Regions from separate parts of the Hordeum vulgare genome. Here region 1 is linked to region 2. The links are chromatin contacts, called in public Hi-C maps. All regions are on one chromosome and are shown on one strand. The core of a region is the stretch at or near the end of the contact, and the rest is flanking DNA. Distances in the headings are between cores, read along the strand shown. Region 1 has its middle 15 kb from the start of LOC123447512. Region 2 has its middle 13 kb from the start of LOC123449974.

Evidence for each region. Hi-C and Micro-C count contacts between places; a contact is called where the count stands out from the background.
Region 1: a Hi-C map of seedling shows a contact between it and region 2, with 2.7 times the contacts expected there. The contact joins two enhancer-like sites. A contact is called at or near these places in 2 of 6 Hi-C or Micro-C datasets (leaf and seedling).

What each region holds. Positions count from the first base shown.
Region 1 is chr4H:602,615,953-602,621,708 of MorexV3_pseudomolecules_assembly, forward strand. No RefSeq gene overlaps it. Among protein-coding and RNA genes, the nearest start is that of LOC123447512, 15 kb to the left of the region's middle. Within about 2 kb of position 3,824, at least 3 of the 3 cell types and tissues checked have open chromatin away from gene starts, as enhancers often do. A contact at or near this core is called in leaf and seedling, where this site is marked.
Region 2 is chr4H:602,552,874-602,558,278 of MorexV3_pseudomolecules_assembly, forward strand. No RefSeq gene overlaps it. Among protein-coding and RNA genes, the nearest start is that of LOC123449974, 13 kb to the left of the region's middle. Within about 2 kb of position 3,623, at least 3 of the 3 cell types and tissues checked have open chromatin away from gene starts, as enhancers often do. A contact at or near this core is called in leaf and seedling, where this site is marked.

The DNA.
Region 1 (5,756 bases), core at 2,574-5,073, 63 kb after region 2:
GATACCCAGGGAGAATTGGAAAAGGATAGTGAAAGAAATTAAGGAGGGAAAAAGAAAGTTCACTGCAGATAGAGAGAAAGATTTGCTCACACTGGACCTCGGCAATGACGAACATGGAGGACGAACGCGAGGCTTCGGTCCTTCTTACCCGTTGTGGCTTGGGTTTGCTAGAGACCAAGACACTTACAGAAGCCGAGAGAGAGCAAAGAAGCGGCAGCAGGATGAGGAGAATGACAAGTTCAACCAGTTGCTTGCTAGGATTAACGAGCAACAGAAGAAGATTGATGAGCTTAGAGGAGTAGCGCGTCAGGAAGATCCTGCATTTGATATTACCGACGCCCCATCTAAGCGGAAAAGCAGCGTGGCTGAATCTGAGGCCCCGCCCGACGATGCACGAAGAATGATAGAGGGCGGTCCCGGCTACCCCGTGGATGGAATCAAGGAGTCAACATCATGTGAACTCCATCAGAAATTCAAGAACATATCCATGAAGGTGGCCGTAGGACAAGCTTTACCTTCTGGCCCTGATGCACGCTGGCATGGCTGTGAGATTCCAACTGGCTTTGCTAAAGTCGGGGTGGATGAAATCATGGCGGGGTTTCATGATACGGAGCTCGACATAGCTGGACCCGAAGATGAGAGGACACTCGGAGAAGTACTGGGTGGAGTCATCCTATGGGACAAGAACTACATCAAGCTTCCAGGCTCGGCCCCAAGGACAACACCGCCTCCGAGTCGTCGCAGGTCACCTACACCTCCATTACCTCCGAGCCCTCCACATGACGTCGGCCAGCACAACACGAGTCCATCTCGATCACGCCGCCGGACTTGGGTCGTCCGTCTCCGCCGCCGCCCGCTCCGGATACTAAGCAGAAGCATGCCAGCAAGAACGCTCCGCCGACGATTTCTAAGCGACGGAGCCCCCCAAAGCGCAAACGGTCGCCCCTCCCAAAGGTACCTCATGCTAATATTCCTATCAGACCTTATGATCGTACCCCCGAGGAAAACGCCAGGATAGCAAAGGAACATCATGATGCGCAGATGAAAAAGAAGGAACCCGAGCCCCGCCTGGAATACACCGAGAAGCAAATAGCATTTGCAAAATACTTCACGACCCTTCCATCACAGTATGACTTACACCATAAGCCTGATGACTATACACGCACATTGCAGAAGGAAGTGAAAAAGAGCAGATCACGTGCAAGTGCAAGTGGGAACAAATCAACTTCAACTACAAGCAAGAAAAAATCAGACGTTCCTCAGCTTGGACAACAGGCCAAACAGTCGATCCCGCCCGTGAGGGTGTTAACCGAGAATGTCCCCCCTCCGGTGCAGGGGCAAGATTTCGAATTAGCAAAGAAGTGGGCGGCTGAATGGGGTATCCCGGTTGAAGACATTCTGTCTTCCCAAGACGACAGGTTACCCACGGCTGTGGTAGCCCCTAAGCCACAGTTTGTCATGGGAGCGCCTTTGGTCAGCAAAGATGATCTCCCAACAAATATGCGTTACTTGCATACATGGTACTTAAGTGAATCAAAGAATGGGAGAACGATGATCGTGGTGAGTGTCCCACGGGAGTACTACGGCCGCCCCGAAGAAATCCATATCGACTTTGATGAACTCTTCCAGATGTACAATGGCGACGCCCTCGACAAATCGCTTATGAGTTGCTATTGTCTGTAAGTTTTTCAATTCTTTATCTACATATAACTTGTTTAGTTATTTCAATTCATTGTCTATATATAACTTGTACTCTATTATGCAGAATGAAGATTCTCGATTGTAAAAGTAGGAACATCCTAAATATTGGGTTTATTGACCCAGATAAAATACATATAGCGACGCTAACTGATAAACCCAAGGAGACGGAGGAAAACCTTCTAAGGTTTCTAACAGATCAAAATTTCTGTGACTACATACTGTTTCCATACAACTTCAGGTGAGGGTCTTTACTCTGTTGTGTCCATTCACTTATAAGTGTAATTGATTAGTTACTGACACACACACACACACACACACACACACACACACACACACACACACATATATATATATATATATACATGTGCAGCTTCCATTGGATTCTGTTGGACATTCAAATTGATAAGGGAAAAGTTGATGCCTTCGACCCATTATCGAGACCCTTGGAACAGTTCCAAAGCCTGCAGGACATGCTCCAAGGGTAATTTCAATCATTCTTGCGCTCTATCGGTCTCTTTCGATGATTTTCTGATATATCAATTAATGAAAAACTTAGCAAATCATTATCCTTGTCGGGTAGGGTTTGGAAGCGGTTCAAGTGCGTGACTTCCGGTATCGAGCCTGAGAAGCTGACCTTTAGAGTGGCTCAGGTAAGTAGTAGTATGATATACTTCTATTTTCAATACATTTATGATGCTAGATTATTATTTTGATTATATATATATCATATTCTCGTAAAGTGCGACCAACAGCCACGGGGAACGTATCTATGCGGATACTATGTTTGCGAGACCATTCGCACGTTTACCTCTGAGCACAAGGATCACAGATTTGACGTAAGCAATGAACATTCACACCTCTATTTTTACTCGTCATTCTTTGTTATCATGATTGATATTCATATTCATCTCCTCTTCTTATATAGTACACGGCCATGAGGACGAAGGTCCTACCAGAGCAACGCGCGATTGCTGTTGCAGAGGAGCTTGCGACCTTTCTGAGGACGGAAGCTATAGATGACAAAGGACGATTTAGTGTAGCTAGGGGCCATTACTGATGTTTGTCCATGTAATCGAATAGACGGGCTCTAGTCCCGATAATTCAGATCTCCATATAATTGTATATATATGCTCGCTTGTAAGATAAGTTAATCTTATATATATATGCATAATTATTTCTATTTAAATTATATGAAAACTAATTTCCAACACCAAACGAGGCATCACGTTAATCCCCCGAACACCTAAACTCTAAAACCCAAAAATAATTTCATAAAAAAAAAACCCAAAAATAAACAAAATCTGAAACTCTTTAGTCCCGGTCCGTGTAACGAACCGGGACTAAAGGTCCTGCCCCTGCGGCGCTACGAGGGGCCCACGTGGAGCACCTTTAGTCCCGGCTTGGACAGGGCCGGGACTAAAGGTTAGGCCTTTAGTCCCGGTTGGTGAACCGGGACTAAAGCCCCTTTCGGGCCTGGGCTAAAGGCCCCGTCCGCACTAGTGTTGATAAGGTGACATGTGTGAAGAGTTAAGATGTCTGTATGTCCGAGAGAATATAAATAGCATTTTTCATGTTAAAAGAAATAATTAGTGAAATGATGATGTGACATATGTGATGAGGTGACATGTGTGATATTGAAAGAATAGAAATAGTGAGGATCGATTATTTAGATATATAGGATACTCCTACCGACTACCTAAAATGCTGCTGCCAGCGCTTTATTAACTCTGTCCGAGCACTTGACTCCGTTGGCGTTTGGCTACTGCTCCCTCTGTTTCTAAATACAAGTTTTTTAAAGATTTTATTAAAAGACTACATACGGGTATATATGGACATATTTCAAAATATAAATTTACTTATTTTAATTGGTATGTAGGCTTCTAGTAAAAAATTTAAAAATAATTATATTTAACGACGAAGGGAGTAGTAATTTTATGCATGCATGCATTATTCCTGGATGCAGAATAAAGGCCAAGAAGCAGCCTGCCACCGACGCCTACTATACTGCCGCCCCTTATTCCGGTGCCGCGAGACGATGCGCCATCGTTGGAGACGAGTGATCGACCGCGCGTGCGCTGGTAGCTGGCTGTAGCCCTCACCCCTGGCCTGCCGTACGTGGATTTACGCTGCACCAGTCGATTGGATGCCATGGGCCATGGTTCCGGAGGGTTCCTATGACCTAAGTACGTGTTAGAGGGAGAGCTAAGCTCCAATCGGCCTCACAAGGGCATATTCCCAGTACCACACACGTTGCTCCTGTGAGATTCACATAAGATTCAGATGTGCTCAGCCGCTTGATTACTTCGCAAACAGTAAAGTCGTTGGGTTTCACGCGAGGGCACAACAAGTTTTTAAGTTTTAGTTTATGAAATTTATGATTTTGCTGTTTGCTCGTACTACCAAGCTTCAGCTGTTAAAACTTATTAACGAAGTTTCAGATACTAGTCAAGACATATTTGAAACGGATCTTATTTGAAAGACCTCGACACAAGAAACTCGAATATAGAAATGAAACTTAATTTGAACTTTTGCTTGAAACGTATAGAGAAAAAAAAATCGGGAGCCAAGAAAAGAGGGATCGGTGCCCCTGCATCTACGTGACATAGACCCCCTCCCGATAGAAAGGGGACAAAGCCAAGAAGAGCTTTTTTTTTAAGATGCAAAGAAAGAAGGATTTTTGGTACAACAACAATTACTGAGCGGTGCATACCGGGGTCGGAGTAGAGTGTTCACTGGCTCGAGTGTATAAGAAATCTTGAGTGATATGCCATATACATTCGAGTATACAAACTTTTTTCTCGTTGGTTTCCGAGTATACACACTCATAAGGGGTGCCCTACGTCGGAGATTCTATAGTTATACTCAAAGTAAGATATAATTCCGGGATCCCTAAAGTTTGGTACAAACTTACCAGACTTCATGAATCAATAATTGGTGATGCCCCGCCAATCGATAAGGTTACCCGTAACCTAGATCAGTAGATTGACAAACACATTGTAGATTGGAAGAGAAAACGGCCCGGGCCCCAACCCGCGAAAATCATTGGGTTGGGGCTTTAATTAGCGTTGTCCATTTGGACCCACGAGTGGAAAATTTTCCCTTGCCAATTCTGCTAGAGATGCACACACACAGACGACAAAAGCTAGCGATCACGCACCAGAAATTCTTAAAGCGATGCAGGTCTGTGGTCACCTATCCTCTCCTATCCCTCTGGATGGGGCGCCAAAGATGGCCAGACGGTAGTACGTGGTTGTACGTGGTCCTAGCTTTGTCATGCTCGCGCACGTCCTAGTGCTCAATTGTCCTGTCCACAACACCTTCTCAAATCTCGAATCTCAAATCTCAAGAGCGACAGAGCACGTTGGATCATCTGTTGTTTGACAATATATAGGTACTTACGCCTAGAGCAGAGAGTAAAATTTTACTTTTTCTCCTCTCATCGCCACCTAATTGATCTCTTAAACAATTTAGAGGAGTAAAAAATAGGGTGTGTCTAGGATCTAGATGTGCCTTAGTTATTGCACATCTAAGTGACTCAATCAAGTATATAAAGTAAAAGAAAAGTAAAAAAGAAAAATATCCACACAAATCTTCGTGTAAGATCAATGACTTTGAACTTATATGTGTGATAGTTATGGCACATTTAGATGTGCTTTAGTAAAACTGTAAAAAAAACTAACCTTCACGGCCGCCCCGGCTCTTATATTTACTCGGCCGTCCACTCATCATCAAGTAAAAAGTCTTCCCCTCCACCCTCAGCCGGACCCACCCACCCGTGTGTCTCATCCACTCTGACGCCGCCCTACTTACCTCTATCGGACACCATGCGCCACGGGTGACCACTTGCAACACTCTTTGCGTTCATCCGCCACCTTGACTCAGCTGATTTCTCGTCGTCGGCGACTACAAATTGGTGCAACAATGATCGTCGTCGCCGGATTCAACCCACTTACTCGTCGAAGCCATGGTGTTTTGAAGAGTTTTTACGGGAGCGAACCAGGCAGCCAACTCGACCACTAACACCCCCCCTCCCCCGCGTGCACCTCTCGATATGT
Region 2 (5,405 bases), core at 2,373-4,872:
CACACACATATGTATATGTGTGTTTTATTGACTTGTTTCATGCATGAAGCAAGATGATATAGCCATATCATATCAATCTTATCATGTTTAATTTAGGAGCGGCACATACATACCGTTCGTCGGTAGTTGAGCAGATCTCATGTGCTTTTCCGGCCCTCACCGACGCATTGCCGATCATAGGAAAGAAAACATCACAAAGTCAAGGAGATTACCCGTACCCCGGCAAAAGAAAGAAAGAGAAGACTACCCATTACCGTACCACCACCTTTATTTGTTCGTGCAGTGGAGGGTGCAAAGCAAATCAGTAGTATATGCTGCTGCATGTAAAGTACAGTATCTTCTGATGAAATAACAGTGTCCATGCAAAGTAAAGGTGGTGATAAAAGGTCAAGAGAGAAAGTGCGTGCACATTTTGGATGGAATATTCAACCGGAAACACAAAGAAGAAAAGGAAGGCCAGGAGAGAAGAAGAAGAAAAGGGGAGGGCAACTGACAAAAGCATAGCCCATAAACGCAAAGGCGATGGAAGGTCGGCCAGCTCAAATGCCACCTCACGAGTAATGAAATTTATATTCTCAAACAAGAAGATTGAAATTAATAAAAATATGTTTTGAGCAACAAACATTGATGAGCTCTCTGCGTATGTGCAATTTTTCATGAAAAAAAACCCATACCTAAATGTTCTAGATAAAAAAAATCAATGCTTCAAAAATACTATTTTTTGCGAATAAAAAAGAATGTTTTTGAAAGTATTTTGGAATATTGATTTTTTTTCCAAGGACATTAGGAATGTACAGATTTCCGTCCGTTTTACTTCTAATTTACTAGGCAGCTTTCTTCTGCTTAATTAATTGATCGAGCATTTTTTTTTTGCCACCATTTCAATGAAATGTTAGTTGTTTCCTTCTGAAAAAGAAAGAATGAAAAAAATGGCGGCTTTTGTCTGCAGCTGGATGGATCTTCTTTTGGGGTTCTGGTGTATACGCTTTCACCACTCACGAGTTTCCTTTTTTTTTTGTTTAATTAGACTCTGATTTCTAGTAGTGGGGTTTTATCTGGTGCTTTGGATCAAGGTCTAATTAAACAAGTTCGGGCGATCCGGTTTTGTACAGGAGGTGCTGGTGGTGGTGGGGATCTAGTTCGGGCGAAATCCCTGGTCGGCCATGGCCGGCCGCGTCGACGGCGACGCCTGAGGGCGTCGTTCCCCTCCTTGGAGGCGTCGGTATGGACTGATCCCCTCACTTCCCCTTCCCCTAGGTCTCCCGGGCGAAAGCCTTAACTTTGTTGGGCGGCGGCGGCGCTCACGGCGCCGTTCCCTTTTTGAAGGCGCCGCTTTGGGAACCTTGGGGCTGGGTGGCGCTTGTGGGTGGTAGGCGACGGCAGTGGTGCGGCCCTATCCTAGCATGGATCTCCGTCCGTTGCTTGGAGATGGACTCGCGTAGGCGAAGGTCGTCGTTTGGCGTCATGATGGCGTCGATGGCGGAGGCACCTGCCAAGGCTGGTACCTCAATCTGATCTGAAGATGGACCAGTGGAAGATGGCGGCGACGATATGTGAGTGTGTCAGACCGGTTTGTGTCCCGGACCCGGTATGTGGCTCGGTCAGGGTCTCCGGCTTTAGATGTTAAGCTTAGGTGAGAGGTCTGGGTATTTGGTCCAGCTTGCACCCCTTCATCATATGGATAGGGGTAACGGCAAATGTTACCATGATGGCGGGTTCAGGCATATTGTTGTACTGTTTTGTAAGGTGTTCGAGAATAATCAATAAAATGGCCGCATGCATCTTCGAGATGCAGAGGCCGAGGGTCATCCTCCTTTTCTAAATATATATATATATATCATCGAGTAATTAATTATAGAGTTAGAATTAGAATTGCTTTCTGCATCAACCAATTGAGTTGGAGCTAGGTCTTCATGTCAGTGCAGATCTTTTTTTTCACTTTATTTTAGAATAGCATGCATTTTAATTTGTAGTAGTAGTATTATACTCCCTCCGTTCCTAAATATAAGTCTTTTAAGCGATTTCATTAAGGGTCTACATACGAAATAAAATGATTGAATCTATACTTTAAATTATGTCTATATATATCCGTATGTAGTTCATTAGTGAAATCTCTACAAAGACTTATATTTAGGAACGGAGGGAGTATATATACTTAGTTTGCGCAAGCCGGTGACCAGAGGAAATGAAAAGCAGAAAAAACCCTGACGCGATTCTCTCGATCGATTTGGCTGACCATGTCTTGAATTGATTGCACTCCCTACGGAGGAATAAAAATACCACTAGCACTATGTAATTCTAACCACGTGGAGATTGATAGATGAACGTGATGCATACATGCATGGTTTGTTTACCATTTCGAGCAGACAAGTATCGATGCTTAAAGATATATGTAGCCAGGGTCTTCTAATCATGTTCTGTTGGGATGGAGGAAAAGGTATAATCAAGTTGGTAATGACAAGTACATTAGTAGTTTGTTTATGGAAACCAACAGATCTAGCTAGCTATGCAGCCACACAGCAGATTGCTAGCTATAGACCCTACCTAGCTAGCTCAAACATTGGTCCGTGATCTTTGCGACGCTAATGGTTGAAGAGATATTAATTAACTACTACCTACGAGTTATGCCACATCAAGTCAGGTGGAGGTAACTTTTGTTTGAAGGGTTGGTACAAGCTATAGCTAGAAGAGCATATTTACGTCAAGAAAATATCAGATATCATATGGTTGGTGTGTCAAATACTCAAATACAGTAAGTAAGTAGAAATTGGTTGGGGTTGACGCTTTCACTCGTTGTCGCATAGTTAATGTGCTAAGATTGACGACTACACCCCAACAAACAGATGTGTTGGTTGGTTACTACCAATCTCTCTCTGTATGTATCTATCCAGTAAACATTATGAAACGTTTGGGGACCCCAAATATGTATATATGGACAGTTACGGTCGCCGCCAGCAGCTTGTAGTAGATGATGATAATTACTCCTTTAGTTTAATTAGTATCCCCTCTGTAAAGTAATATTTCATCCGTCCTAAAATAGATGTCTCAATTTTATATTAATCTTAATATAAAATTATAGTAAAAACGAGACATTTATTTTGAAAAGAAGAACGTCTTATATTAGTTTATAGTTGGTTGGTTTGTGTCATGCAGGATATAGCCATATCATATCCTTCTTGTCATGTCTCATGTGAGAGTAGGATACTAGGATATATCCTTATCCTGGTAGTTGAGCGGTGGATCTCATGAACTTCTCTCCGGCCACCTCACCGAGGACGAAAAGAAGAAGATAACAAGCTAATTACCATACCACGACCTTTTGAGAGTGGAGGTTGCAAAGCATTAATGCATGCATGCAAAGTTTTTTCTGACGAATAATAGTGTGCATGCAAAGTAAAGGTGAAAAGTGGATGTACATTTTGGAGGTAGGATTCCTTCCATGGGGAAGGAGCCATGGAATATTCAACCGAGAAACAAAGGAGAAGAGGGAAAAGAAGAAGAGAAAAAGGGGAGGGCAACAAAAGCAGAGCCCGCAGCCGCAAAGGCCATGGAAGCAGAGACCTCACACTCGAGAGCTCCTATTTGCCGCTCTTTGCGGCTCATGCAAGAGTCTTCTTACTGGGCCGGCCCTACAACCCATCGTAGAACCCTTTGTGTTGAGCAATTTTTATTGGTTTGGTTAGTTTACAGTTGTACGTTGGTTTTTCGGTCGGTTTTCTACAAATACATAGCATGGGACACGTTGCAACAAATATGAACACTATATTAACGTGAGAATAAGAAATGTCCAGAATTTAAATAATAATACATGGACAACTTGTTGCAATCAGCGACAAATATGAAATATTCTCATATCCGGCACAAATGGCGTGGAGAAGCCCCATTATACGGCCCGGCCATGGCAAACTCCAATAAATCTGCAGCATTTGTATAGAACAATAATAATAATTCTTTCTTGAAACATTTACAATTTTTTTTCAAGAAAACAAAACCAAAAATATAAAAATTTACGGCAAAGTTAGTCTCAATGTGAAAAATAAATGTTGCCGAAAATGGCAGGACATTCATGTACATATGTACTCCCTCAGTTCCTAAATATAAATCTTTTTAGAGATTCCACTAGTGGACTACATACCCATGTATATAGATATACTTTAAAATATAGATTCATTCATTTTGCTCAATATGTAGACCACTAGTGAAATCTCTTAAAATACTTATATTTAGGAACGGAGGGAGTATAAAATAAAATATGCACTCACTTATTACAAAAATATTCCTGTATATAAAATACAGTATGTTCATGTATTAAAAAACCATGGATTTTTAAAACTATTCATACATGTGTTAATATAAGTTCTTAAGCTATGAAAACACAGTTAAAATAAACTAAAAATTAGAATAAAAAAACAAAAAATGAAGGATAAAATATATAATAACCAAATTATTGGGTTGTGCATAGGATAAATAAATAGGAATTGCCCATATGACAAATTATTGGGTTGCGCAGAGCAGGAATATACATGAATCCCATATAAAACTATCCTCCGGTAACAACATTGATGTCAATCCCGAAATCACTAATTAGCGAGTACTCCTTTCAAAGATCACTCCCACCTCTTCACGTGACGACAAGTAGCGCACTGCATGCATGTCACTCGTTGCAACCTTGTAGTTTTCCTTTTTTTTGTAGATCCGTTTTTTCAAAATGTTTTATCTTCAAAACCATGCATCCAAATCTCGAACCGTTTTCATTTCTCACGTTGAGATCTTCAAAACTAAATCCCATGTTGATAGGTTTTGACGAACTTTTTTTATCAAGAAAACCGAATAAAAAACCATGCCTCCCATGGTAGAAATAAAACAGAAAACACGTATTTTCACATTTTTTTCCCTTTTCGAGAGACACGGGCGTGCCTCTTACAAAGGTTAAAACGTGCCTCTCACGAAGAAAAAAACGTGTTTTTTCCTTTCCGAGTGGCACGGACGTGCCACTCACAAAGGTAAAACCGTACCTCTCACGCAAAAAAAACGCATTTCTTTCATGGCTTTCGCGAAGGCAAAATCGTGCCTCTCGCCAAAAAAAAATTAGAAACTCATTTTGTTTTTGTTTTTGAGAGGCACAGCCATGCTTCTCGCGAAGGCAAAACAATGCCTTTCACGGAAAATTTCTTTTTCATGATTTGTTTTTATTTTTTTCGTCAAAAAATTAAGAAATATTGGTGAAAAATCGCAACACCAAAAAAAAACCAGTCTAAAAAGCTGAAAACGCATGTGAAAAAATTAAAAAAATTGAAGGAAGCGCTCAGAGCGCGAGATATGGCGGCGACCGAAAACGCGCCAAGTGGCGACGCGCAGAAGTGCTCGCTGGGAAGCTTCAGAAGGAGCGCTTGCTAACTAGTGGC